7 separate regions of the Mus musculus genome follow, and regions 2, 3, 4, 5, 6 and 7 are each linked to region 1. Evidence: chromatin contacts called from public Hi-C, HiCAR-type and promoter capture Hi-C data. All regions are on one chromosome and are shown on one strand. Each heading gives the region's core, a stretch centred on a gene start, on an enhancer-like site or on the middle of the called end of the contact. The rest is flanking DNA. Distances are from core to core; before and after follow the strand shown.

The links. Promoter capture Hi-C pulls out the DNA fragments that hold promoters and counts their contacts. Hi-C and Micro-C count contacts between places; a contact is called where the count stands out from the background. HiCAR-type assays count read pairs that join an accessible place to other places. Capture Hi-C pulls out chosen DNA fragments and counts their contacts.
Region 2: a HiCAR-type map of astrocytes shows a contact between it and region 1, with 5 times the contacts expected there. The contact joins the promoter of Klf7 here to the promoter of Kansl1l in region 1. A contact is called at or near these places in 1 of 39 promoter capture datasets (pre-B cells), 1 of 484 Hi-C or Micro-C datasets (B cells) and 3 of 115 datasets of contacts at active chromatin or transcription factors (astrocytes, extraembryonic endoderm stem cells and large pre-B cells).
Region 3: a contact with region 1 is called in a HiCAR-type map of astrocytes, with 4 times the contacts expected there. The contact joins the promoter of Erbb4 here to the promoter of Kansl1l in region 1. A contact is called at or near these places in 1 of 39 promoter capture datasets (hippocampal neurons), 3 of 484 Hi-C or Micro-C datasets (all in embryonic stem cells) and 1 of 115 datasets of contacts at active chromatin or transcription factors (astrocytes).
Region 4: a contact with region 1 is called in a Hi-C map of CD8 T cells, with 7 times the contacts expected there. The contact joins the promoter of Creb1 here to the promoter of Kansl1l in region 1. A contact is called at or near these places in 5 of 39 promoter capture datasets (the C10 cell line, the HPC-7 cell line, liver and 1 more), 7 of 484 Hi-C or Micro-C datasets (CD4 T cells, CD8 T cells, LSK cells and 3 more) and 6 of 115 datasets of contacts at active chromatin or transcription factors (T-cell acute lymphoblastic leukemia, astrocytes, embryonic stem cells and 3 more).
Region 5: a promoter capture Hi-C map of liver shows a contact between it and region 1, with 3 times the contacts expected there. The contact joins the promoter of Mettl21a here to the promoter of Kansl1l in region 1. A contact is called at or near these places in 7 of 39 promoter capture datasets (3T3-L1-derived adipocytes, the C10 cell line, the HPC-7 cell line and 3 more), 2 of 115 datasets of contacts at active chromatin or transcription factors (astrocytes and large pre-B cells) and 1 of 9 other capture datasets (liver).
Region 6: a promoter capture Hi-C map of pre-B cells shows a contact between it and region 1. The contact joins the promoter of 2810408I11Rik here to the promoter of Kansl1l in region 1. A contact is called at or near these places in 5 of 39 promoter capture datasets (the C10 cell line, cranial neural crest, liver and 1 more), 2 of 484 Hi-C or Micro-C datasets (embryonic stem cells and muscle stem cells), 3 of 115 datasets of contacts at active chromatin or transcription factors (cardiomyocytes, large pre-B cells and pro-B cells) and 1 of 9 other capture datasets (macrophages).
Region 7: a HiCAR-type map of astrocytes shows a contact between it and region 1, with 5 times the contacts expected there. The contact joins the promoter of Fzd5 here to the promoter of Kansl1l in region 1. A contact is called at or near these places in 7 of 39 promoter capture datasets (cranial neural crest, liver, maxillary cranial neural crest and 3 more), 5 of 484 Hi-C or Micro-C datasets (B cells, CD4 T cells, the G1E-ER4 cell line and 1 more), 2 of 115 datasets of contacts at active chromatin or transcription factors (astrocytes and large pre-B cells) and 1 of 9 other capture datasets (liver).

Annotation. Positions count from the first base shown.
Region 1 is chr1:66,816,138-66,818,969 of GRCm38.p6, reverse strand. It overlaps Kansl1l (KAT8 regulatory NSL complex subunit 1-like), which reads left to right and starts at 1,375. Exons shown (of 15, transcript NM_001122738.1): 1 at 1,375-1,596.
Region 2 is chr1:64,120,045-64,122,876 of GRCm38.p6, reverse strand. It overlaps Klf7 (Kruppel-like factor 7 (ubiquitous)), which reads left to right and starts at 1,488. Exons shown (of 4, transcript NM_033563.2): 1 at 1,488-1,977. The coding sequence starts at 1,876. Gm35880 (a long non-coding RNA gene) reads right to left here and starts at 1,310. Exons shown (of 3, transcript XR_373464.4): 1 at 1,206-1,310.
Region 3 is chr1:69,106,614-69,109,445 of GRCm38.p6, reverse strand. It overlaps Erbb4 (erb-b2 receptor tyrosine kinase 4), which reads left to right and starts at 1,387. Exons shown (of 27, transcript NM_010154.2): 1 at 1,387-1,771. The coding sequence starts at 1,690.
Region 4 is chr1:64,531,428-64,534,259 of GRCm38.p6, reverse strand. It overlaps Creb1 (cAMP responsive element binding protein 1), which reads right to left and starts at 1,456. Exons shown (of 9, transcript NM_009952.2): 1 at 1,240-1,456.
Region 5 is chr1:64,616,391-64,619,222 of GRCm38.p6, reverse strand. It overlaps Mettl21a (methyltransferase like 21A), which reads left to right and starts at 1,459. Exons shown (of 3, transcript NM_025964.4): 1 at 1,459-2,832. The coding sequence starts at 2,804.
Region 6 is chr1:64,689,280-64,692,111 of GRCm38.p6, reverse strand. It overlaps 2810408I11Rik (RIKEN cDNA 2810408I11 gene), which reads left to right and starts at 1,453. Exons shown (of 2, transcript NR_038009.1): 1 at 1,453-1,648. Ccnyl1 (cyclin Y-like 1) reads right to left here and starts at 767. Exons shown (of 10, transcript NM_001097644.1): 1 at 712-767. The coding sequence starts at 721.
Region 7 is chr1:64,736,385-64,739,216 of GRCm38.p6, reverse strand. Fzd5 (frizzled class receptor 5) reads left to right here and starts at 1,467. Exons shown (of 2, transcript NM_022721.3): 1 at 1,467-2,084; 2 at 2,364-2,832. The coding sequence starts at 2,617.

The sequences.
Region 1 (2,832 bases), core at 126-2,625:
CCATTTTTTTTTTTTTTGTGAAGCCTTTAAAATGAATGCCCAGGTGAATACAGGATCTTAGAACTGCTTGATCACCGTTGACTTCTCAAACGGCTATACATCCACTGTGCAGTTTTGTTTTGGGTTTAGACACAGTCTCAGTATGTCGCTATGATTATCCTGGACCTAACCACTAGACTAGGCTGGCCCACCTGTGCCTGGGATTAAAGGTTTGTACCATCACTCCAGACCCTACCACATTCTTTAAGTGTTTTACCCATCCCTTTAAATATGACAAATATCCAGTGTTTACTTTTTCCTCCAACACACTGTTAGTCCATGATTTTTAATTGAATGAAGGCAAATCTATTTTCTGGACTGCCCATCCTTGACCCATATTGAGCAATTATTGTTCTGAGTAATTTTTATAACCATTTTCCCTACTGTAGGCAGTTTATCATAAAAATTATTTCAGCTATTTATTCATGTACTAGAAAAAGAAAGAACAGTTAATTTTCCAACTCTGGTAATGTCTTAAGTATTGCTTCTTTATGACTTCAATTCTATACACTCCTGCCTGTAAGCCCTTCCAAATAAATAAGGTAGAAGTGATATATCGATCTAAAAATTCTAGTGCCTTTTCACTTCCTACAGCATTCTAGTGAAAATCTGCTTAGCAAAGCGTCTAATCTATTATCTAAGGAGCTATATTTAGGCTATCGTTTTTTTCTCAAGCATCAAGTTCAAGCCTGGGGAAATGCCCGGGTGCGTTTAACGGTGGTGAGCTGCGAGCTGCGAGCTGGGCCAGGTGCAAGACTCGCTCGCAGAGATGTTTCTGTCTCTAGCCAACTGTTTCCATTAAAATCCCGCTGGTCTGCGCTACCTCAGAGTTAACTGCAGAGCTCCTTAATCATAAGCTAACTCAAATGTATCCATGGCAGGTCTGCCACCTATTTTAAGGTCCTCAGAGGTCCGACAGAGCATGACTCGGGATCGAGCCTCTGGGACCCATAGAAGCAAAAGGTTGGAGCGTTGAGGGCTGCTTAACCCTCGGCCTGGCCAGGACGGCCCTGCCCGCCCGGAGTTTCCAGGTCTTATTTTCCTGTAACAGACCTAAAGAAACCGCAGCGCCCCGCAGCACGGCCGGCGGGGTGACTTTTGCGGGCTGGCACCGGGGTGGAGAGAGCGCGGGACAACGGCGGCGCGGAACGCACTGGGAGCCGGCAGAGTTCGGCCACCGCGCTCAGGCTGCTTTCAGAACGCTCCCAGCGGCTTCCGCGGGCCCCGCCCCCGCCGGGGTTTCCCCGCCGCCCGTCTCATTTGCATGGCGCGCCCCTCCCCCGCTGCCATTGGCCGGCGCCGGGCCCCGCCCTCCCCCACTCCCCTCCCTCCGCCGTAGGGTTCCGTCCCCCGAGCGCCCGGAGCTGCGGGCAGCGGGCGGACTGTTAAACCGCGGCGGCGGCGTCAGCCGGGGCGGGAGCGGGGCGCGCTCTGGAGACGAGTCGGCGGCGCCCCGGGTGGGGGGAGGCGGGCGGACAGCTAGAGATCGCCTCGGCGGCCCCCACCACGGCCGGACCGAAGGTGCGGCGGCGGAGGGCAGCCAGGGCGCCCCAGCAGGCGAGTGGCCGGCGTCGCAGCGGCGGGCTGAGGGGGGTGGGTCTCCTCGGCGGGGGACGGCGGCGGCGCGGGGCGGGAAAGAGCGGAGAAGACCGCCGGGTGGACTCGCGGGCTCGGCGTCCGCCGGGCAGCCCCCTTTGCACCCCGAACCCTGCTTGCCGTTGGACTGCGGGCCCCGGCACAAGACCGTGCTTTGGGGCAGGGGTCGGACCGCAGCCAAATTTAAACGGCTAAACCTAACAGCCTTGGCAGACACGGCGGGGAGGGGAGGGCGGGGCAGGGGGCGGGCCTGGATTCGAGTCACGTGGGGATGGGGCGGGGCTTGGCAGGCCTCCCTTTTGTTTTGGCTGGCGCGTGCGCAGAAGGCGGAACACGTGGTTTTTCTTGGGCACGCCCTCTCCCTCCCCCCCCCCCCGCCCCCCGCAAGGCTGGAGCAGCGGCGCCTGTCCTGGGGGTGTGGGGCGCTCTGTGGGAAGCTTTCCGTAACGCTGAGCTTGGCTGGCCAGCGGCGACATTAATTTCTTCTTATTTGGGGCCGTTATGGATTTGGCCTTTAGAATTGTTTGGGGTGGAAGGGAGTGTTGTGGTTTATTGAAAGGTAACCGGTCCGAGTTGGTGTTGCTGCTTGTGCCCAAGAGGGGAGAGGGCTAGCTTTAAAAAAAGAAACAGCGTTTGGTAAGGAGAAATAAATGCAGGACGGTGTTGTGTGGTCCCAAATCGGGGAAGGAGCTGTTGGGATCTGCCTTGCGAGGAGCGGGCGCTGCGTGGGCGTCCTCGGTACCCCCGCAGAAGGCGCGGTGGCGGTTCCCTGTCCTCGCTGTTCCCATCGCGGGTTCCCGGGAGACTGGAGTTGTGGGAGTCACCTTCTGGCTTTGATTCCCCCAGCTTGGACGCAGAATGTGCCGGAGAGACTAAGAAAGATTGGCCGCCGCCGCCGCCTTTAATAGTTTAACTTTGTGTTTGTAGAAAGGTTTTTAAATCCTGATTGGATAGGGCAAGTTTGATAGCAACATAACTTCCCCGAAACTGTTCCTGAGCACAGCTGGCAAAACAGGCAGGATTTGAGGGTAGAAGTAGTTCTAAAAATAATTCGACAGTGGAGGGGGAAAAGCGCAGGTGTGGAACGCAGACTGTTTAGTAATGCCGGGGGTTGATTTCTGCGGTTTCCAGAGAGCTAACTAGCCGTTTCCTTGGGCAAGTCACAGCCTTGCTGATACATCTGTTTCCTCTGGAAAA
Region 2 (2,832 bases), core at 239-2,738, 2.7 Mb after region 1:
TCTGGGGGAAATGGGTGATCTTTTGTTTTATGAAACAAATGTAATGTTCTTATCAATAGAAAGGAATGATATGGAGTCGATTAAATTGTATTTCTCCCATTGAAGGTATAAGGACGTTTCTCGTGTCTAAGTACTGAATTCTGTAGTTATTCTAAAGGAGTCCAGCTTTCGGTGTATTTTGGAGAAGGCACACGAGCCATTTAAGGTCAAGCAAACAAATGGGCAACTCTTAACCACGTGCATTGCACAGGTTTCCATTTCTGAGCTTGCAGAATCTTGAGATCTTTAGAGCCCTGCTCCATACCTGCTCCATGAAGTTACTGGATAAACCTCTTGTAAGGATCTGCTAGCTAACTGCTCCCCGCTCCAGCCTGCACCCTAATTCGACCCACGCTCCCCCTATTCTCTTTCATGCACACGCTTAGATGCTGGACACCAGACTCCTGGCCAGGTTTTAGGCTCAGTTCAGAGGAAAAGGAGGGCGGTAGGCGATCGGCGGCGCGCACGGAGGCGCGCGGGCCGGGGCGGGGACAGCGTGCAGCGTCGGGGGCGGGCGCAAGCTAGTCTCCGTGCAGCTCGCCTTTGTTCTCTGCCATTGTGAGGCACTTCCTCTCTGGCACTTCATTTCGGCACCCTGTGGGGAATTCGGAACTGGCTTTTGGGCTTTAGTCTGGGGTACGTGACGCTGTCCTGAGCCTGGGCTCTCCCTTGCTACCCTTCTTCCCCATGCTTGGCGGAAGGCCGAGTGCAAAGAGCTCCTTGCCCCCGACCGCTGCGCCGCCGCTCTACCGGCTGCTCCCGCAGGAGGCATCTTAACCCAGGACCGGGACCGCACCTCCCGATCGGCCACCGCGGCAACCCGTCCCCTCGGATCTGCACTGGGTACGGGCGCCGGCGGCTCGGGCGAGCCCTGCAGCGAGGGTCGGAGGCCAGCGCGCAGCCCGAACCCGGCCGCCTAGGCGTCCCAGGAGCCAGCGCAAGTGTCGCAGCAACACTCCCTGGCGCTCAAGCTCCCCGGCCGCCTGGCGGACTCCTCTACCCCTTTATATAGCCCTCTAAAAATAGCTTGCCTCGTACCGCCTTGTAAGGCAGCAGGGAGATCCGCAGCGCGCCAATCGGCGGCTGCCGTCGGGGCCAGGCCCCGCCCCATGGTCCTCTCCGAGTGCCGCATTGGTCCTCAGTGACTTCATGAGCCCCCTGTTTACCTTACATGGTCACACGCGGCCTAATGGACGCCCTCCTCCGAGATCCCACGGCTGCGCGCAAAACGGGGCGGAGGGAGGGAGTTTGGGGAGGGGGAAGAGCAGGAGGAGGAGACAAGGGGGGGGGACTACAAACTAGCGAGGATGGGGTGGGGGGTGGGGAGGGAAGGGAAGGGGTGGGGGGGGAGAGAAGCGATCGCGAGAAAAAAAATGCAACCTCCCAAAATAAAGAGCAAAGATTGCATTAGGAGCGAACAGCGCTGCAGATATAGATGGCAGCTTCGTGTCAGTGAGTTTGCGTTCCCCTTCCTGATCCACGCGCTGGAGTGATTAGAGCCCTGGAAGGGAATTGTTACTCCCGTGAAGTCCCCTTTTCCTGGCAGTCATCTGCACTGTACACGCTGGATCCCTCTCTCCGATCCACCCCACTCACTCGCTCCTCTCTCACCTCCTCTCTCACCTCCTCTCTCTCCCTCCTCTCTCACCTCCTCTCTCCCTCTCTCCTGCATTGATTTTTTTTCTCTCCTTTTTTTAGTTGACTGAAACAAAACAAAACAAAAGGGCCACTGGATGTCTGCCTTCTTGGGGGGTGAGCCAGACAGACTGACAAACAAACAGACCCAGCTGAGCTCGGGGGAGGGTTTCTCCTCCGGTTTTGCCCGGCAGCAGCAGCATGGACGTGTTGGCTAGTTATAGTATATTCCAGGAGCTACAACTTGTCCACGACACCGGCTACTTCTCAGCTTTGCCATCCCTGGAGGAGACCTGGCAGCAGGTGAATGATTTAAATTACTTGTGTAAATCGTGTGGCGGCGGCGGAGACGCAGGGGCTGCGTTTGGTGTGGGCTTTGAGTTGAAATTTTTTTAATTAATTTTTTCTTTTTATTTATTTATTTATTTTTTGGCTGTGTGTTGTTTAAAATGTTTTGTGAAACAATCATATGCGCTTACCTCTCCACCCACCCCTAGCCCCTTAGTGTGTTGAGCTGAGCCGGTCCTAGCTGCCTGCATTTCTGTCACCAACACACATCCTTGCGCACACGTTGTCGGCTCGCTGTCCCCTAGCAGAGAATTGCTGGCGAACTTCTCGGGTTTGGAGGAGCCGGGTGGGAAGGTGGTCGAGCAATGGTTGACAGGATACCACGTTCCTAGATGCAGGAGTTCTGACCTTAGTACTTAAATCAGCTTTATCCATTTCAACTGGTCCTGAAGACCGTCAAGGGGGGTGGGGGGAAGCACGGAGTGTTTTTCCCAGTAATTTACTGAGTGTCAATAAAGAATAGGAGCTTGATTTTTAGATACAAGGTGAGCTGTACGAAGAGAAGCCAGGTGACAAAAGATGCTTAAGGATATGTACAAGGAAGATGAGAAGATATGTCTCTCTTAGGCTGACAATGTATTGTATGGTTTCTCTAGCTAATGCCTCCAGAGAGAGCAGCCTGTACTGTGTCCTTGCTTTTTGTTTGTTTGTTTGGGGTGCCTCTCAGGTTAGCACCACCTTGGACAAAGGGTGGTGTGTGCTTCCTTGCTTCCCTACTTTGTCTTAGAGGACTAGTTAAGAAAACTCCTAGGATGCTAAAGGGTACCGGTGCCAAGTTCTCTTGGCATCTCCGGGAGGTTGAAGCCTGAC
Region 3 (2,832 bases), core at 138-2,637, 2.3 Mb before region 1:
ATAGCAAAGGAGTATCCTCTGACTCACTACAGGTTCTGGCCCCAGCATAGAGCAGTTTTAGACCTGTGGCCTCTCAGACTACAGTAATCCCTTCCAGGGCATTTTAGACTTAGAGAAACTTAGTCGTACAGCGGTTGATGACCTTGGAAGCACACACCCTGCAAAGAGGGCAAGTGCAGGGCCTCAAGCTGGCCCTGCTATGGCGTGGCCCTAACGGCTCGAAGGTCAGCTAAGATCTCACCTCCTAAACACCTTCAGACCGAACAGCACAGACGAGAGAGTTTGCATAATTTCAGAATCAAAGAATGTGGTTTCACAAATATGGATTTTTAAGTTTGGCCCAATGTCATCTTGGGAAGGTGGGAGAGATGGCTTATTTGGAAAAAAAAAACTATTGGAAGATTTCATCTTACCTGCGAGGCTACCAGCTACCTACAATATCCATTCTAAAGTACTAAGTATGCTAAGTATGGAATATTCTGGGTGATGGCGAGGGACAAAGATATTTTATTCCCAAAGCAACGTTGACTTTCTATTTCTAGGGAAGGTTCTGTGTATGGACTGACACCTTGGAGCAATAAAGAAAATGCCCTGTTCTTGTGTCAAAAAATTCGTTCAGCAAGCATTCCTTCTGGTGGACTGACTACTCAGCGGGCCAGCTGTCCAGGGCCTCTGCCGGGGCAGCCCCAAGGGGAGCGTTTCAGACAGTGGTCTCCACTGAGCTTCTCAGATCCTGCTTCCCCAAGCTCCTACCATGACCCTGCTGCTCCCACTGTCTGACAGGTGTTTTTCCAACTCTAGAGGCAGAGGATTTTGGGGAGTGTCTGAGCCAATAAGATTTCTCCTTAGGGGGAGGGCGTGGCTACATGGGTCAGAGCAGGGGCGGGGCTTGCGCAGCGGAGGAAAGCCTGGCTGGTTGTGTGGAGGGTTGTTTGATTCCCACCCCCCACTCCCCTCTTTTTTTTCTTTCTTTTCTTTTCTTTTCTTTTTCAAAAATCTTTCTTCTGACTCTTATTAATTTCTCTGTGGGGCTGCGGCTGGAGACCGCGGAGCGTTGGAAATGACGTTCGGAGCTTTAATTACTGCAATGGCTGGACAAGTGTGAGGAAAGCTGACAGTGGAAAAAAAGGGGGACAGGATCGGGGAGAAGCAAAGAAGCAACACCCCCTCCTTTTCCCTCCAGATTTGGACAGGAGGTGCAAGGAGACTGAAGAGAGAGCTGAACATAGCCCGGTTTTGGGGGGAGAGGCCGGAACCCCGCCGCCTCTTTGCAATCAACTTTTTTTGGAAGCCTTTATTCCCTCTTTCTTTTTATTGTTGACCAACCAGTGAGGAGAGCGAGCGAGCGAGCGAGAAAGTGAGGAGGGAACGAGCGAGCGGAGGATCACTCCGGGAACTAGCTGTACGTTGTGCTCGGAGCACCAGCCGCACAGTCGCGCTCACTCCCACCCGCGCGCCCTCCTCCGCGGCCCCTTGCCGGGTCCGCGGGTCCACGGGTCCTGGAAGCCGCCGCCGTCGCCGACTGGCTCTCCGGCCCCGGGAAGCCCGTGCACCAAGCGCGCCGCGCCCGCCCCCCTTGCGCCCCCCACGCGCTCCCGGCTGAGGGGGGGAGATCTCCTCCGCGTGCTCGCAAGTGGCTATGGTATTTGGACATGTAATTGTCAGCGCGGGATCTGAGACTTGCCAAAAATGAAGCTGGCGACGGGACTCTGGGTCTGGGGGAGCCTTCTGATGGCAGCGGGGACCGTCCAGCCCAGCGCTTCTCAGTCAGGTGGGTCGCGGTCTCGCGGTTCCCGGTCGCGCTCCAGCTGTTGAACCCGCCACTGCCTCCGGTGTTTCCCTTCTCCCTCGCCCCTCTGTCACCCTTAGGCTCCAGGGACCCTAGGGACCGGGCTTCTGCCTTGGGTCGCCCCTAGCTCCATCCCAAACTTACCTTTGTGTGTGCGTGCGTGTGTTTTTAATTGATGCTACAAATGACTTCGCTTTCCTGCCACCCTCTATATTATTGTCCCCCCTCTCGCCCTCTCTTTAGCCCCCTTCTTTCTTTCTCGCGCGTTTTCTGGGAGCCTAAGCGGGATCGCTTCTGGTGGCGCCCGTTGTTCGGGGCGTGGGAGACCTGAGCCCGTCAGTGGAGGTTCCCTCCTTCTCGAGCTGGGAAGGGGGGGGGGGGGAATCAAACCAAACCGGAGAATCGCTGCACCTCTTCGGGCTGCCAGGAGGTTCCTGAGCTGAGCCTGGCTGGCCTTCCCCGGGGTGCAGGGCTGCGGCGGAGCGCGGCCGGGGAGCCGGGCTTGGCACCTGAGCATGCTGGCGCAGGGTCCCTGGCCCGAGTCTCCAGTAGCCTGCGGGGTCACACCGGACGCCCAGCCCTATCCGGGCAGCTGGAGCGCACCGGGTGCGCGCCTCGGCCGGGGGCCAGGGACTCTGGGCCTTCTTAGTTGGCATCTCTAGGCTGTCTTGAGATTGACTTGGGGCGAGAAAGAGGGTGTGTGTGTGTGTGTGTGTTGGGCGTGCGACTCTTCAGCCAGCATGATCTCTCTCTCTCTCTCTCTCTCTCTCTCTCTCTCTCTCTCTCTCTCTCTCTCTCTCTCTCTCTCTCTCTCTCTCTCTCTCTCTCTAAAAGAGCCTGGCATACTGAGTCCAGAGCTCGGCCTTCCCTCCCCATGCTGGACTTGGCTCTGGGAAGAGTTCTTCCAGTAGTGCAACTTGGGGTTGGCCTAAACTTCTGTTTACTGCCCTGCCGGGCTGCAGAGCTCGCGGGTGGCGCTCACTGACTTAGCCCGAGGCGGGCCGGGTGGCGGCGTCCTGAGCGCTGCCACTGTTGGCTGGATC
Region 4 (2,832 bases), core at 207-2,706, 2.3 Mb after region 1:
ATGGATAGTTTCAATAACTATTTTTAGAGTGAGAATTATATCAATCCTCCATTAAAGTTCAGACAGAAGCGTGTGAGGAGCATGGCAGAGGCTAAGGGGAGATACGGATGACTCAAAAAACCTTGGCAAGACTGCCTCCCTTCAAATGACAGAAAACGAAAAGTACCTTCGCTAATACTAATTTCCCCTTCGATAATTTCTAAGGGTTTCAGAATGATTGACCTCAAGTGATCATTATCTTAGTGGAAAGGGTTAAAACCGAAACTGTTTTCAAGCACCAGCTTCCCTTTTACAAGATCCCAACAGTTTCTGCAAAAAGTTATTACATGTATGTTTTCTTAGCACCTCTTTCCTTCCCAAAAGAATGCATTCCCAGGACTACTGATTCGTTCTTCATCTTCAAAGCCGAGGGGTGAGGGAAATAGTAAAAAAAAAACAAAAAACAAAAACAAACCAAACAAAACAAAAACAAAAAACCCCAAACCCTTAAAACAGCCTAGGGCAGAAAACAGCATTTTCTCCGACCGCGTGGGAGCCGGGGAGAGGGGCAAGAATAAAATACAGCACCAGAGAAAACCTTGGGTTTCGAACTTTATTGCACAAAGAGCGCTGTAGAGGAAAGCAGGTCGGACGTTGCGGCTCGCCGAGCGGGCACCGCCGCGAAGGCGGCAGCACCTTCACCTCCTCTGCCCTCAACTGTCTCCTTCTTCTTCCTCCTCCTCCACCCCCCACGGGCACCCAGGCGGCGGCCCGGGCGGCCAGCCCGGCACAGCCGGGGCGAGCGAGCGTGCGAGCAGGCGGGCGGCGGCGGCGAGGAACGGGGGGCGGCGGCGGGCGGCCTCCCCCGGGGCGGCTCCGCTCCGCGCCGGCTCCGGCTCCGCGCCCGGCACGGCCGGGCCCGGCCCGGCCCGGCGGCGGGAACGCGGGCGCCAGCTTGCCGCGGCCGGCCGCCCGCTCGCTCGCACCCCGCCCCGGCCCGGCCGCCCCCCGCCATGAGCGCCGCCGCTGGCTGCAGGCAGAGTCGCTGCCGCCCGGCCGCCGCTGGCTCCAGTCCGCCGCCATTATTCTTTGTTCGCTGCGAGCGGCGGCGGTGTTGTGGGGCTCGGGCGGAGGCTCCATCTTTACCGCGGCCCCTCCTGCGAGGGGAAGGCCCCGAGCGCGGGTGTCCGGCGCCTCCCCGGCCCCCCTCTGTCCCCCCGGCTCTCTCCGGCTCCTGCCTCCTCCTCCTGCTCCTCTTACCGGTGGTACAAGCTCCTCCGTCACTGCTTTCGTTCGCGGCCCGGATCTCGCTGGAGTTTTATTCTCTCCCCCACGTAACACACCGCGTCAAACTACACCTCCGCCGCGTCACTCACCAACACTCCGCTTCTCCCAGCCGCCCGGGCCACAGGCAGCAGCAGCCGCCGCCGACTGAGGAGCCGCAGCCAGGGAGCCAGCCAGCGCCGCCCAGTGCCGAGTGCGCAGCGGCCACTCACGGAAACAGCCGAGCTCGACCCGGAGCCGCTCGACAGGCCCCGCCCCCGCGCTACTGGCGGAACCTGCCGAAGGCCTTCGGCTACTTCCCGGCGCTGCGAAGGGGTTGACCGGGGAAGCTGGTGTAGGCGGTTTGAGACCCGCTCTGGAGGCACGATCCGAGCCTCACTGTGGCGGGTGGAGGCTTCGGACGCCAGCTGAGGAGATTTGGAGGAAGCGGGGTTTGTGTGTAGCCAGATTTGGGGTGGTGTGGGGATTCCCGGGGTGGCGGGGACTTGCTGGAAACCCCCGCGCGGTCTGATCCTGCGGCGGAAGCAGACCGCCCGGGAACTTTGACGCGCCGCGAGGGCCCAGAGCCGCGCGGACGGCGCTGGAAGGTTGGAGACGCCGGCTACCGGCCAGGGGAGTCTGCCGGGCCGGAGCTGGTTCTTTGCTGGGAAGAAAGCTATGGCACAGGTGGCATGTGGGGATTCAGCTCCGCTTTGCGGCCAGCCAGAGCCCCTAGGTACTGGGTACCGTCCTCCCTCTGAGGCTGGAGAAATGATCAGCCATGCTGCTCTCAACACTTGAAACAGATCCCCACCCTACCTGCCCGCGACATCCTGTGCTGACTTTTCTCAGCCCTTTCTGCAGCGGTGGCACGCTGCTGCGGCGTGGCTTCCACCGTTTGCACCCCAGAACTTGACAGTGTGACTTCCGTAGCCTCAAAGCTACCGCAACTGCTCTCTGAGTTGCCCCTAACCGCCAGTTCTTCACCTTTTGTTGTTGTGCCGTTCAGCCCTCTTCCTATAGTTTTGTTCCTGCTGGACGCCAGCCCTTGTTGACGTTTTATAACACTGAGCTTGCCTTCATTCCGTGTGTCCTAGCCGTTCCCGCTTTCCCAAGGACATTATACTGAAGAGTAGCTTAATTTTCTTTTGTTTCTAACCAGAACTTTTAGCATGCTAACGTCTCTTCCTCTCTTTAAGAAGACTCTTGTGGCATTGGTGAGATGAATAAAGGCCCTTGCCACCAAGCCAGATAATCTAAGGTCAATTTCGAGAACCCACGTGGTAGAAGGAGAGAACCAGCTCCCATAAGTTGTCCTTTGACCTCAGCACTTACATCACAGTAGTATGTGTGGGCAATAAATAAAATATAGAAACTTCCTCCTTAAGCTCCTTTCCGAGTTCCACCTGTCTTTTACTGTCTCTCTCCATTTGCAGTGGCTCTGAATTGTCACAGTCTTCCTGTCTATGTAGTTTTGCATCTTGCATTTTCAAGACCATCCTAGCATTTGATGCTGTTTGACTCTTCCAAACACTCTCTCCCCTCTTCACTTGCCAGTTTTCCTTTTAACCCTACTCCTCAACAACTAGA
Region 5 (2,832 bases), core at 210-2,709, 2.2 Mb after region 1:
GTCTTGGATTTTTGTAAGCCATCATGTGGGTGCTGGGTTCTGATCCTGCATCCTTTGCAAGAGCAAAAGGCGCTCTCAACCACTAAGTCATTTCTCCAGCCCCTCTACCTCACTCACATTGGAAGTCTCCCAAGTTGTTAGCACCCCCCGTTGTGGTACCACCTAAGCAATGCTGCAGCACGCTCTGTTCTCCACGATTACAAAGGTTTCTTTCTCACTCCTGTTTCAGTTGTGAAGCTCCAACCGGGGACCTGGTGCTAAAGAGAGCCTGGATGTTAAGACACAAGCCTTGGCTAGGCATGGTGACACACAACCTGTAATCTCAGCACTTGCCAGTCTGGGGCAGGTGCATCTGAGTTTGAAGCCAACCTGGTACATATATAGTGAGTTCCTGGGCAGACAAGGCTATGTAGAGAAGAGAGATCCTGTTTTAAACTAAACCAAACCAAAGCCCTGGGATAGTGAGAAAGGAGCAACTACCCAGCTGCGAGGGGCTCTTTCACCCACGTTCTGATGGTAAGAACAATTTGTATGGTCAAGTATGAACTAAGGATAGGAAAATCCCTGGGCATATTAAAGACAGCCATATAGCAGGCTGAGCACTTAAATATGTACTCTATCAAATGCTCATTACTCTCTCCCCCAAGGATTAAACAAGTCTTTCTTCTCAGATATTTAGAGGCTCACCAGTGGTTTCTGTTTGTGCTCTCTTTAATGTCTACACTGCTATAGATGTTGATTTTCCTAAGCGGATGTGTGCCCTTTCTAAGCAAGTCGGCAATAATTACAACTCTGGGAGCTAGGAGGGGCAAAAGGAACACGGTAAGTAAATGTAATGTTGCAAATGCTCTTGTTGGCAGTGTGCTGGAGAGCTTGGGGGAAGTTTTAAAGTCATATACATATGTATGCAATCCTCCCCTGTGTGTGTATACATTTTCAGTGGAAAGATGGAGAATAGGGAGACAGAATGGTTAGCTAGATCCCAGGAATCTGGGGAGGTCAACCCATTTACATTTTTGAATGTTTTTCTGACCCAAAGTCTACACTTTCCTGTGCCTAGTTTAGGTCCCCAAAAGAAAGAAATAAAACAGAAAACACACGGAAGAAAGGTATTTCTTCTTCTAGTAACTACATATCAACGTGGTGTGGTCTTTTCACTTGTGCGTATTCACTGATGAAATCGGATTAGCTCTCTCTAGCGCAAAAACGTGAGCTTTAATAAGAAAAGGAAAAGGGGAAGCTGAGAAGCCGAGATAGCACAAAGCCATGGAGCAAGTAAGGAGAAAACTTACTAAGAGAAAAAACGGAGGAAGAAAAGACCCAAACAGGAAACTCAGTAACTTGAGGAAAGGGCTCTTACTGGTCCCCAGTTTACTGCAGGCCACTTGTCCCCAGTCTCCCGCAGCTGGTGCTGGAATGTGGAGGTCAGGCGCGCCCCCTGCCGGCCGGGAGAGGCGAGGGCGGTCGCGGCTCGGCAGGGTCCGGCACGCGGAGACCCTTGGGTGGCCAGGTCCGGGGATGGAGTTTGCAGCCGAGGCTGCCGGCCAGGATTTAGAAAGGCGTCCATTTCGGCCAGCAGAGTGGCGGCGTGGAGCGACGCGAGCGCCCGAGCGCATGTGGTCGGGCTCAAAACCCGGCCTGGGCGTCGCACGCCCACTCCCCAGCCGCGCCGTGGTTAGGGATGCTCGGTAGTGTTCTCTCCCACTTCACTGCCACCAAACGCGGTGACTACGTTTAGTTCTCTACTTCGCTACGCATCCTTGGGCGCCAACGTCGCCGACTAACTGTCCACTTTAAGGTCGGCCTTTCTCCCATGCAAGGCACCCCACGCCCCTGTGCACTCGCCCTCCCTGGCGCCCCAAAACCGTAGGGCCTCACAGGAACTACACAGCACGGGCCAGGGGAAAGCGGCGGTACCGGGGAAGGGGACCGGAAACCCGCGTCTCTCTTCCCGGAACCAGCTTCCACCGCCTTCTGCCAATCCAGCCTTTTAAGGAGGAGCTCCGCACAGCGACTGGGCAAGGCTGTGCGCTTGCGCGGCTCGGGTACCCTCCCGGAACCGTGAGTATCTACGTGGAGGCACTGCAGGGTGGCCAGCGGGCTGTGTGGGCGCCAAGCCTCCACCCGAGGGTCCGAAAGGAGTCTCTGCAGAGCCCTGCTCCCACCATGCTGGGTTCCCGGGACTCTTTCGTGGGCGCGAGGGAAGCGCATCTGTGGCCCCCGGGTGTCGTGCGGGACGTGCTTTTTGTCCCGCGGGTTGTCCGCCAGTATTGTCCGCTCCAGCCCCCAGGGTGACTCCATCCACTCTGCCGTAGGGAGCCTTCTAGGGTCAAAAGGCAGGGCGAACCCTTAGGATTTAGCAGAAGTACGCATTTGGCTCCTTTGTCCTAGCTGAACATGAGGATGTAGGTTGGCGGACCAAACAAACAAAAATGTGGGAGCTGGGTCCAGACAGATCAGGTGCCCAGGGCCGTCACTGTCACTTCGTGTACCGTTCTTTATGTAATGCCCAAGTAGTAACAGGAGCCTGTAGGGTGCCACAGTAGTTAGAGATTTCTAGGCGTTTCCTCCTCAGAGTTATTAGTTGACACCAATTCAGAGCCAATTTTCACTTCCCTCAAGTCTCGGAGGAAAAGCTGTTGAAGAAATTGGATGCACCTCAGTCTATTTCTTAGTTTGAACTTGTAATAACGTCAACAGCTTTTCCAAGTTACTTAAGTAAGATACAGCACTCAACTTCTGACTCTGGTGACACTCAGGATTCTTTTTGCATGACAGGTCTCAGCAGAGATAGACAGAAGAAATGGCCCTGGTACCCTATGAGGAGAGCGC
Region 6 (2,832 bases), core at 204-2,703, 2.1 Mb after region 1:
AGCAGAACTACTCCTTGTTAGGGAGGGGAAGCAGTACTTTTCTGAAGCCTGGAAAGAAACTAACATCTTTCACAGAAGTCTCCTCTTTCTGTGTTCCAACTATAACTGAAAGTAATAAAGCAACCTTTATTATTGAGGCTACTTTCAAAATCCTACTTAATACCATACACATTTTGGTGGCAATCTCTACTTGAACGTAAATAAGAAATCTTTAACCATGCTGAATCTAGATTGCTCTAGTATCAGTTACTCAACTCGTTCAGAGCAAGAGGAACATTATGCTCTTACCTTACGTACCATCTGCCTAAGTAAGGACAGAGAGATGGGATGGCTATTCTGAGGTTAGGGGTACCTGGGAGTTTTATTAAGAAAAGGGGCAATTATAGTCTCTTGAAGTCTTAAGTTCCACTGGACGGTACACAGCAGTACAAAGAGGAAGCGGTGCCGGGTACAGGGTCCCGGGTCAGAATGAGAGAATGGGAAGAGTGAAGAACTGGGCGTAGGGGTGGGAGAGAAACTGGCCAGACGTGGCCGAGAAAGAATAAGGGGTGGGAACACGAGCCACAGCCCTCATTCCCGGTGTCCAGGCCTGCGCCAGGAATAATCCCGGCAGGAAGGAACCCGAGGCGGCGGCCGCCTCCCAGCGGGACCCAGGGAGTCGGTGGAGGCCAGAGGTGCGCCACGGCCCGGACGCGCCCGCTGCCTCCTCACCTTCGGGCATCTCTCGGTCACTGATGTGCTGCAGGTGGTGGCCCTCGCCGGCTCCGAAATCCAACTCGGCGGGCTCCACGGCCGCAGCGGGCGCCGGCGCTACCGCCACCGCGTCCCCGGCCGCCGCCTCGTAGACCTCGGACTCGTAGTCGGGCTCTGCCGGCCCCGCGCGCCGGCCCAGCTTGGGGCTGGCATTGGGGGACACGCAACAGGTCAGCGTGTTCCCCATGGGGAGCGTCCGCTCCGCTCGGCCGACGCCTGCGCCTCCGCTCGCCCCGGACTCCGCGCCCGCCCCCTCCCCCAACAATGGCGCGGTCGGCGCCGGCAGCCCCGGGCAGAGCGGGGCTGCGCCCGCCCGCACTCGCCGCCGCGCCCGCTGCGCGCCCGCCCGCCCCGCCGCCCAGCCCGGGGCAGGGCTCCGGCCTCGGCCGCACCCCCGCCGGCTCGCCGCCGCCGCCTCCCCACAGCGGACTAGTCTGCGAGGGCGGCGACCAGCCCGGCTTATTTAAAAGGGGTGGGGACCCGACAAGCGCTGGGAGACGCAGCCACTGCGGGCCGAGAGCGCGGCCGGAGCTCCTCCTCCTTCCGTCGCCGCCTCCGAACTGAAGGCCGCTAGCCGGCTCCTGCCAACCGGAACGCGCTCCGCGGTCACCTGGTGACGGGTAGCCAATCAGACCCGGACTTCCCTCCACGCACCCGCCTACGGCCCAGGCACGTGACTCACAAAGCCCCGCCCCGTCCCTTAAGCTGAGCCGCGCGAATTCTGGTTTCCATTCATCTCGAGCTGCGCCGAGTCCGGCTCCTACTGGGGAGCTGCGGCAGTTTGTTACTCGAGGCCGCCCTTCAAGGCGGGCCCCGAAGGTCCGGCCTGGTGAAGAGTTGGTTTTGTCAGCAGTTTGGTCTCTCCATGTTTGACAGCTTCCCTTTGCTCACCCAAGTAAGTTGCACTGGACTTAGCCGGTTGTATATGGCTAAATGCTCTTCTCCTGTCTTCCCAGTGTTACGTTCTCGCTTGCAACTTGGCCATAGCAACCCCGGGGCTCGCTCCTTACTCTCAATAAAGAGTCGTGACTGTGTCTTGCATGAAACCCGAGGACACGTCACTCTTCAATTTCCTCGTACGTCAAATAAGGACCAAACTCTCGGTTCAGAAAAGCTGGGAGCCAGCAACTCCGGTTTCGCTTGTTTTCTGCCATCACAAGACAGGAGTTTCCAGACTTTGTTTCTTTAACTAGCAATGCAGAGAACAGTTTTCTCCCACAAAATAGAGAACCACACTGTGGGGTGCCCACAGTCCTAAGTGATGGGGATGGTAGAGAGCAATTGACCTTTAGCATGCACCAAGTATTGCCAACCATGCCAACCGAGCTCCCTTAGCGCTAAGTCTAAAGAGCAGTCCAATGTTCGATCTCCCAGATTTTACTGATCGGTGGCAGGGTAGGGGGAGCATGCAGAAACTGAGTAACTTTCTCAAGGTTACATGACAAGGTTACTGCTCGTGTAGGGGCCAGAATAGTCTGGATTCCAGGTTTATCTCCGAGTACCTGTGAAAGGAAGTCACGGTTAGGGAAAATGACAGAGACTGTTGGTGCTTGGTAGTGTTCATTTTAAGGAAGAGCAATCTTTTCACTTGGGGATTTTAAATATCTTCCCTAATTGAATCTTCTCGTTCATTTCTGTTCCTGAAGTCCAGCAGTCCAGGCTCCCAGTAAATTTAGGCAAATGAGAAGCAAAGATTTGGAGAATCTAGCTGTACGAGTTCACACTGCTGCTCTTGGAGTACAAACACAAATATCTGACCCCAAAGTCAATGAGGTCAAGAGTTTAGTTGTTTTCTTTTAATGTATATATTTATTGTATTTGTATGAGTACACTGTGGCTGTCTTCAGACACATCAGAAGAGGCATTGGCTCCCATCACAGATGGTTGTAAGCCATTATGTGGTGGCTGGGAATTGAACTCAGGACCTCTGGAAGAGCAGTCAGTGCTCTTAACCGCTGAGCCATCTCTCCAGACCAAGAGTTTAGATTTTATACTGGAAATAAGTGTTGAACATGAAGTTCAGAAGTCATTGTCATGTGTATTTAAGACTATGTTATTCTGGACAGTAAGAAGGAAGGG
Region 7 (2,832 bases), core at 218-2,717, 2.1 Mb after region 1:
TTATAAACATTTAGCTGTGATGTCTGAGATTAAACACGGAGTTTCATTAGCCTCCACAACGCCTTGCTGATAAACTGAAGATGGCTTTTCAGCCCGTACAGACGGCACAGAAGACAATAACAACCCAACAGATCTCAGTCAGTGAGGCCAGTTCAGAGTCCTTCAAGTACTCCTATGCCCTCCCCTACTTCAAATCCCTCCCACTCCCCTCCCCCAGCGGAAGGAGGAGTGAAGGAGCAGTCTACAATTTAAAGCCTCTTCATAAGCGTGTGAACGAATTTCAAGCATGCTAAACACCTCGGTCTCCCAGCCTAATTAGAACTCGTAGAAGAGAGGCATTTGTGGGACATTTAAAACTTGGAGTATACTAACCCATCAGGAGAGCGCCACTGCGTGTCCCTGCGTTGACTGTGCGCAGCAGGTCTTTTCACGGTTCCCACTGCCCCAGTACGCCCCGGTTATCCGGTCTCAACCTCGCCAGAGTGCACAGCAGCCAACCCTGGGGGACCAAGCACCCTGAGCTGTACACTGCTCCAGTTCAAGAGTTTTTCTCTGTGGGCAAATTCGGATCTGCCAGGGATTATAAACCGCAACTGCTAAGGACTAACGTCTCTAGAGACTTCCAAAACTGGAAAGAAATTCATTCTCTTGTCACAAGGACAAGATTTTGTTATATATAAAAGGGCAAAGCCTGGGAAATATCGATATTTCTAAGGGAGGGGTGAGTGGTAAAGATTGTGAACTCTGCTGCCCAGCTTCTGGTTTGGGATTCCAGGTCAGAGCGCCTATTGTGTGCCAGGAGCTCGCACAGGGAGGGGCACAAGTTTGTCAACGTCTCTGCTGTCTTGTTAGCTCAGCTGTGTAGGTCAAGTTCTGAGGTGTTCTGGCCTCAGAATCCTACGGTATCCAGATCGCGTATCAAGGTGTAAACGATTAACTAACACGAGGTTGCTCATTAAGTACTAGCACGTCTGTCACCTAGCACAAGGCAGCTTAGAAAGAGGACAGGTGGCACAACCGAATTGACCTCTCATCCCTTTAAACAAGCGCCAGACCTCGATAAGGACACTCAGCTGGAGAGAGGTGGCCTGGTGGAGGCCCTGGAAGCCGGCGTTCAGAGAACAGAGCCCTCAGGAAAGTGAGCACCATCCTGGTGAACCACCGCAGAGAACTCCAGAAGGACTTGGGGCCAGGTTTCCCGCCCGGGTTCTCTGGGAGGACTCATTAGCATTGACCCCGCCCTCGTAACTTCCCGGTCCACTATTGGCCGACGCTCTTCCGCTGCCCGCTCCGGGCGGGGCCGCGGGGCGCTCGCGGAGAGGCCAGGACAGCGGGGCGGTGGGCGGGGACCCGGAGAGCGATTCGTGGGACGGCCCAGCTCGGGGCAGGGCGGGAGGGGGCGGGAGGGGCGGTCCCGGGGCGGGGCCTCCCGGCGGGCATTAGAGGCAGGTGACCCGGGCGGGGCGGGAGAGGGCAGTCAGCCTGCGGCCGCGACTTGTCCTCTGCCGTCGCGCACAGCTCGGAGCTCCCTGGAGGTGGGCGAAAGAGTGCGAGAGCGCGGGGGAGGAGCCGAGCGGGGCGCGTCCCGAGAGCGCCGCCACCGCCCCCCGGAGTCTGCTGGAGCGCGGAGCCCCCTGCAGGGGAGGCGGCGAGCGGCTGGCGGGACGCGGCGGCGGGTGCGGACTATGCAGTCCCCGCCCGACCAGCGCTGGCTGCTCGCTGTGCTGTGAGGTGGCGGGGTCCCCTCCGGCTGCCGCACCCCTCCGCGCAGTTCAAGTGCTGCCCGGCGCCCTTGCCCTTCGTCCCGGCCCCGGGACGCCGGTGGAAGGCACGGCCTGCCCCTGCCTTGCTCTGCCCGAATCATGCAGGGGGCCCCGAAGGAAGAGAAGGCGAGTGACCGGCCCGCGCCGCCCATGGTCGAGGGGCGCCCTGCTCTCTGAAACGCCCTCCACCTGCTGCCATGTGTCGCCGCCACAGGTACCTAGCTTGTCGTTAAACTTTCCCAGCTCTGGCCCGATTCGGAGTCGCGCGACTGAGGAGCCCGGCTGGTCGCAGACATCTGCCGCCCAGCAGGATCCTCCGAGGTGAGAGCCCGCGTCTTCCCAGTTCACCCGGTTCCTCTGCCCCCATCTCGGGGACTGAGCTCTCTGGCCCCAGGCACAGCCTGCAGGGCCGGGCCAGAAAAGAGAGGCGGGCGCGGGCAGTGGGGTGGAGGGGGTGGGGGCGTCTGAAGTTTGGTTCTAGGAGGAGGGGAGGAAAGGAGTTAATCTTGAGATTGGAGCTGGTTTGCGGAGACCAAGTGGTTGGCGCTCCTCTAAGAGGAGTGGTTGCGATTTTTCTTTTCCCCTACCTTCTCTTTTAAGAGTTCTGTCCTTGGAGTCGGAGCCCTAATCATCCCTCCAGCCCTATCTGGTGTGGAACTGAGTGCTGCCGGCGGAGGCAGCGCCTTCCAGAAACAGTTTATCTTTGGACGGATTTCTTTAAGAGAAAAAGAAACCAACAGGTTGCCAGCCCGGGCGTCACACTCAAGACTCCGGAGAGGGAAGCCCCGGCCGCAGATTCGTCGGCCAACGCAGACCCTCTCAGGCAGCGGGAGGCAAAGGGAAGAAGGAGACGATGGCTCGACCCGACCCGTCTGCGCCTCCCTCTCTTCTGCTGCTGTTGCTGGCGCAGCTGGTGGGCCGGGCAGCGGCCGCCTCCAAGGCCCCGGTGTGCCAGGAAATCACGGTGCCCATGTGCCGAGGCATCGGCTACAACCTGACGCACATGCCCAACCAGTTCAACCATGACACGCAGGACGAAGCAGGCCTGGAGGTGCACCAATTCTGGCCG